Regions from separate parts of the Mus musculus genome. Here region 2 is linked to region 1. A link is a contact called in public Hi-C data. All regions are on one chromosome and are shown on one strand. The core of a region is the stretch at or near the end of the contact, and the rest is flanking DNA. Distances in the headings are between cores, read along the strand shown. Region 1 overlaps Kcnmb2 (potassium large conductance calcium-activated channel, subfamily M, beta member 2). Region 2 holds the start of Zfp639 (zinc finger protein 639).

The links. Hi-C and Micro-C count contacts between places; a contact is called where the count stands out from the background.
Region 2: a Hi-C map of cortical neurons shows a contact between it and region 1, with 4 times the contacts expected there. The contact joins the promoter of Zfp639 here to the enhancer-like site in region 1. A contact is called at or near these places in 1 of 39 promoter capture datasets (neural stem cells) and 1 of 484 Hi-C or Micro-C datasets (cortical neurons).

The regions. Positions count from the first base shown.
Region 1 is chr3:32,052,695-32,055,394 of GRCm38.p6, forward strand. The region is part of intron 2 of Kcnmb2 (potassium large conductance calcium-activated channel, subfamily M, beta member 2); the gene reads left to right. Among named protein-coding and RNA genes, the nearest start is that of Kcnmb2, 150 kb to the left of the region's middle. Within about 2 kb of position 1,342, at least 8 of the 459 cell types and tissues checked have an H3K27ac peak or open chromatin away from gene starts, as enhancers often do. A contact at or near this core is called in cortical neurons, where this site is marked.
Region 2 is chr3:32,509,302-32,512,004 of GRCm38.p6, forward strand. Zfp639 (zinc finger protein 639) reads left to right here and starts at 1,291. Exons shown (of 7, transcript NM_144519.4): 1 at 1,291-1,431.

The DNA.
Region 1 (2,700 bases), core at 92-2,591:
TTTGAAAGGTTTGCGTGTAGGTGCAGCTCATTGGAGGGTTCACCCAAGGAAGATCTTGCCTCATGGGGCTCCTGGTTGAAAGGAAGCTTAGACACCATCTGCTCAGACCAACTTGCAATCCAAACATAGAAGCCTCTCGGAAAATGTTCTGGTGCCTCCCTGTCTCCTGGCCAGTAAGCCTTTGACTTCACAGAATGTTTTCATGTTCATAATCTCACCTAATCTTCTAGATAATTCTGTGCAGATATAACGAGAAAAATAAAACCCTACATTAACTGTTCAGAAACACAGAACCAATTAAACTAGCTGACATAATTTAACACTGCGTTTTAGTTTTTATTTAGTATTGATTTTCCGTGAACTAATTTCACATCACCATCTAAAATATCAACTTCCCTTAATGTTCTATTTTAAACTTAAACTCTTAATAAATAGGTGAGTATGTCCAAAGTGTGGACGTCATACTAACACATCATGGGAGCCTACAATCTATCATGTTGCCTCTCCTTACAGAACACAGCATTCTAAATCCCCTGCCTGTGTTGTGGAGAAGAGACCCTAAAAGACGCAGTCAGCAAATGGCCCTTGAGATGCAACAGCTCAGCTCTTGCCACTCACTAACCACACCCTCACCATGAGGAGAGGGGTCAGGAGAGAGGAAAGTTCACTGTATAAACATGAGGACCTGAGTTCCATCCCCAGCAACCAAGTTGTGCCTGTTAGCATCAGTCCTGATGGCAGGGCCAGAGACAAGAGGATTGCTGGGGTTTCAAGACAGACAGCCCTGTCTGAAACTATGAGTTCCAGGTTCAGTCAGAGATTCTGTCTCAAGAACGTAGGGCAGAGAGCAATAAAGCAAGACAGCAACAGTCTCCTACACAGTCTACACATCAAACACACACACACACACACACGCACGCACGCACGCATGCACGCGCACCACAACAGAAAAAAAAAGTGGGAGAGAAGGAAAAGATGGAAGAAAAGGGAGAGGGAAAATTATTCTTGTATTGAAATACTCTAAAATCAGGTTCTTAAAGCACAGCATTTGCCTAGCTGAATGTGACACTGAGCCCTGGCTAACCTACATAGCAAGAGCTGAAGGCCCTCCCCGCAGGAATTCTCTGGGGCAACCAATCTAAGCTGACTTAGTGCTGTTTGCATTCTATGTGTGTTTTTCAAAGCAAAAAATAGATTTCATCTGATGGTTTTTCTTTGAAATTCCAATAGCATTCACTTCTATATAAATGTCAGTGCTAAAAATTGTTAGCCATGGCATATGAAGTCCCTCTGAGACTTCACTATCATGTCCCCATCTTCTAGAGAAGCAGATGGAGTTGGTGCGTGCATTTTACACCGAAGAGTGTCTAACGCCTGGTTCCAAGTGCACAAGTACGTTCTCCTTCCTTTAATCCTGCCTCAGCAGCTTCATCCTGGCTGTTTCCTTTATCAGCAACATACAGATTATAAGTAGCCATGTGCTAATTTTGTAAGATAACCATATATCTTCCTTCCAAGGACAAGATCAGACAGCTGGGACAAGAGGATAGGAACTGGTTCATCACACAGACCACTAGTTCCATTAAAGTTGTCACATGATGAGAGAAAATGTGAAAATGCAGCAGGATAAGAAGGAAGGGGGGAACGAGGAAGATGAAATGAGAAAGAAGCAGGGGAAGGGGGACTGAACAGCTGTAGTGATAACAGTTTTCCAGCTACCGGACACTTTAGACTCGCCATAGGCCTTGAATGCGTGGCTACACTTACGCTTCCGTGGGTGAGCACATATTGACTCTTCCGGAAGAAGCATTATTGCTGTAGAGCCAAGTCCTCTCAAAACTCTGAGTGACTCAACTCAGTGATCTCAAATATTGATCATGAGATCTTGACAAACGGGCATCTATCCACACAATTCTAAAAGCTTTGAGCTAAAAGAAAATCCACAGGGGGCATGTCTAAGGTGAATTACTTAGACAATAAAAGAAATACCTTTCTTTAGAGACCAGTGAACACAAGCTTGGGACACAGAAGGAAGTTTCTTGAGACTATAAAACTGTTATTCGAAATATGTGGCTTCAGCAGTGGATAAAGGGTTTGTGTTTGCATAATTGTATTTTGTCCTGTCCATCCTTCATAGATTACAGTCTGGTTTCAAGAATGGCATGCCCTATGTTTAATTTGCACTATAATTTAATTTATGCTCCCAAAATGAATGTTCCATGATAGTTCCCTGAGTCATGGTAGTTCCCAGAGAGACAGATCATCTTGTAAAAGACAAATTCTACTTTGTTATGTGATAATTGTAAAATATCCCAGACACCATTCTGTCTTAGTTGGGGTTTCTATTCCTGCACAAACATCATGACCTAGAAGCAAGCTGGGGAGGAAAGGGTTTATTCAGCTTACACTTCCATACTGCTGTTCATCACCAAGGAAGTCAGGACTGGAACTCAAGCAAGTCAGAAAGCAGGAGCTGATGCAGAGGCCGTGGAGGGATGTTCATTACTGGCTTGCTTCACTAGCTTGCTTTCTTATAGAACCCAAGACTACCAGCCCAGAGATGGTCCCACCCACAAGGGGCCCTTCCCCCTTGATCACTAATTGAGAAAATGCCTTACAGCTGGATCTCATGGAGGCATTTCTTCAACTGAAGCTCCTTTCTCTGTGATAACTCCAGCTGTGTCAAGTTGACACAAAACC
Region 2 (2,703 bases), core at 41-2,540, 460 kb after region 1:
TATTCACGTACAATTAGTTGAACCTTAAGGGCTTTAGTTACAAAACCGAGAAACACTCACAAATTGTACTGAAACCTCTTTAACTCTCACCCAGATTAGGGGGTTGGGGTGGGGCAGCTCAGTGGATGAGAGCTAGGATTATATTTAAAAATGTTTTAAAATATATATATTTTATTTTTATCTGTATGAGTGTTTTGCCTGAATGTATGTCTGTGCACCACTTGTGTTCCTGGCGCCCATGGAAGCCAGAAGGCTTCAGGCGACCTAGAACTGGATTTACACGTGAGCTCAGACGTGAACCTCATTGTGGGTGTTGGGAATAAAACCTGAATCCCCTAGTGGAAGAGCCAGTTTTCTTAACAGCTGAGCCATCTCTCCAGCCCCTGGACTCCATTCTTAACACTGAAGGAGGAGCGAGAAAGAAAACACACAGCCGCACTCTGGACTGTTGCTTGTAACGCTGAGGGCTCACACCTCAGCACTCACCCTGCCAAGCACAGACAACCACCGAAATCTACTGTCAGCCCGAGGGATAATTCAAAAACAATGTTCACAGTTATTTATGCTCATCTAATTTAATCCTTTGCTTATTGACGGTCAAGGTACGAAAAGGATTTAAATGACAGAATGCAATCCTTTGTGATAACCTCGGTTCACTCCATCAGGTCTTCTTTTTAGGATTTATTTATTTTTGTATTTAGGTGGGGGGATGGGGAGGTGTGTATGCCTGCGGAGGCTTCACATCCCTTGCTGTTGAGTTACAGTAAAGGCGTTTGTGAACTATCATGTGCATGCTTTCTCTAGAAGAGAAATAAAACTCTCTTAACTGGGGGGAGCCATTTTTTCAGCTCTCCCTTCTCTAACTCCACCTCCAATCTCCCAAGACTTCAAGAACCCAGGGTGTGGTCTGAGGACCCATCTCGAGTCACATCGCGTTTTTTCTCGGCCCTGGACTTATCTAGCCCGGATGTTGGGATTTGAGGACAACCACCATGCGTGAAACACTAATGATCCTGAAGACCCTGAGGATCGATCACTGCGGCCTTCCAGGAAACCGATGAGTGGGACAGCGCTGACCTCAGGGGGGAAGGTGGCACGGCCCGGATGTGCCCGTAGGGGACGCTAGACAGCACTGCTAGTCTCTCCTTGTCCTGCTGTTAGGCCCCGCCCTTAGCATGAAGCCACGCCCCCTCCATGCTCAGGCCACGCCCTCATCCTTAGGGTTCCCGCCCCCCGTCCCCCATCTTTACTCTCGCGGCCCGCTGTGGCGCATGCGCGGGGTGACGGGGTGAGTGCTGCTGGGCCTGGCGGGCAGGGAAGGGCAGGGCCGGGGAGGGCGCGGGCGGCTGGGCAGGGCGCGGGCGGTGGCCCGGCAGCCCCCTCCGTCCCATCATCCGGGCGTGTCTCGCCGGAGCTGCGCTGCTACGTGAGGTGAGGGCCGGCCTCCGGGGCCTGCGTGCCAAGCGAGGGCCGCGGGGCGAGCGGGGCCTGCCCGGCCCGGTGCGTGTCGGCCGCTCGGGTGGACTCGGCGGCGGGGGGGCCTATGCCGGCCTGCAGGAGGCTGCTCCCGCGGGAGACGCTGGAGTCCAGCGGGGACCCGGCCCTGAGTCCTCACGGACAGAGGCTCCCAGGAGAGGCCAATCAGACCAGCGCTCTTCGAATTCCTGTAATCTGTGACAGGGACTTGTGTAGCCTAGGCTAGCCGGAAAGGCGTGTGCCACCACGCCGGGCTTCAATTAGAACGGGAAAATTCTCTTTCTGTTTGAAAATGTACGTGCTTATTGCGTGTATGCATGCGCACGTGTGCCATGGCGCAAGTGTAGAGGTCAGAGGACAACTTTCCAAGAGGCTGTTCTTCCCACCTTGCGGGTTCCAGGGAAGACACCCAGGTCGTCTGGCTTAGCTGTAAGCGCCTTCTGAGCCCTGGAAATATTTTTTGTTTGTTTGTTTTAATGGAGGTGAAAAAATAAAGTGTTATAAACGTCTTCAAAACGCAACGACCCAGTCTCAAAAAATTCGGTGCTGGGTGCTGGAGAGAACACCCAGTTGGAGTAGGTTCATGATTGCCTCCAGATCAGACACCATCTCGGACTACACATGCGCGCGAAAACAGCCTTTTAAAAATATGTCTTGGTGCGGGGCAGTGGTGGCGCACACCTTTAAACCCAGCACTTGGGAGGCAGAGGCAGACGGATTTCTGAGTTCAAGGCCAGCCTGATCTACAGAGTGAGTTCCAGGACAGCTGGGCTACACAGAGAAACTCTGTCTCGAAAAAAACAAACAAAAAAAGTGTCTAGGCATTGTGTGAAGACATCCGAGGTTTCATGAGAAACCTTTGAAAAGGTTTGTCTATGGGAAGCACTATTAAGTGTTGTGAAGGTTCCAGGTGCCAAGATGCCTCTGTGTGGGTGATGTGTTTGTTTTGTTTTTAGGACACAAGAGACTTTATGTGTAATCTTGCCTCAGCCTCCTGAGTGCTGGGATGTCAGCTGTGAGCCACTGAGCTCTGCTGTTGATGTGGAAGAGGGCAGTTGGGCCTTTTTAAAATGGGATTTTTTTTTCTGTCTTCAATGTTATCTCAAAAAGTGGAGAGCAAGCCAGTAGTGTTGTATGCCTTTAACAACAAATTGCCTAACCCCAAACATAAATATAAATTCAGAATTAGCACATCCCGTCTATTAATTTTTTTTTCAAACACTATGT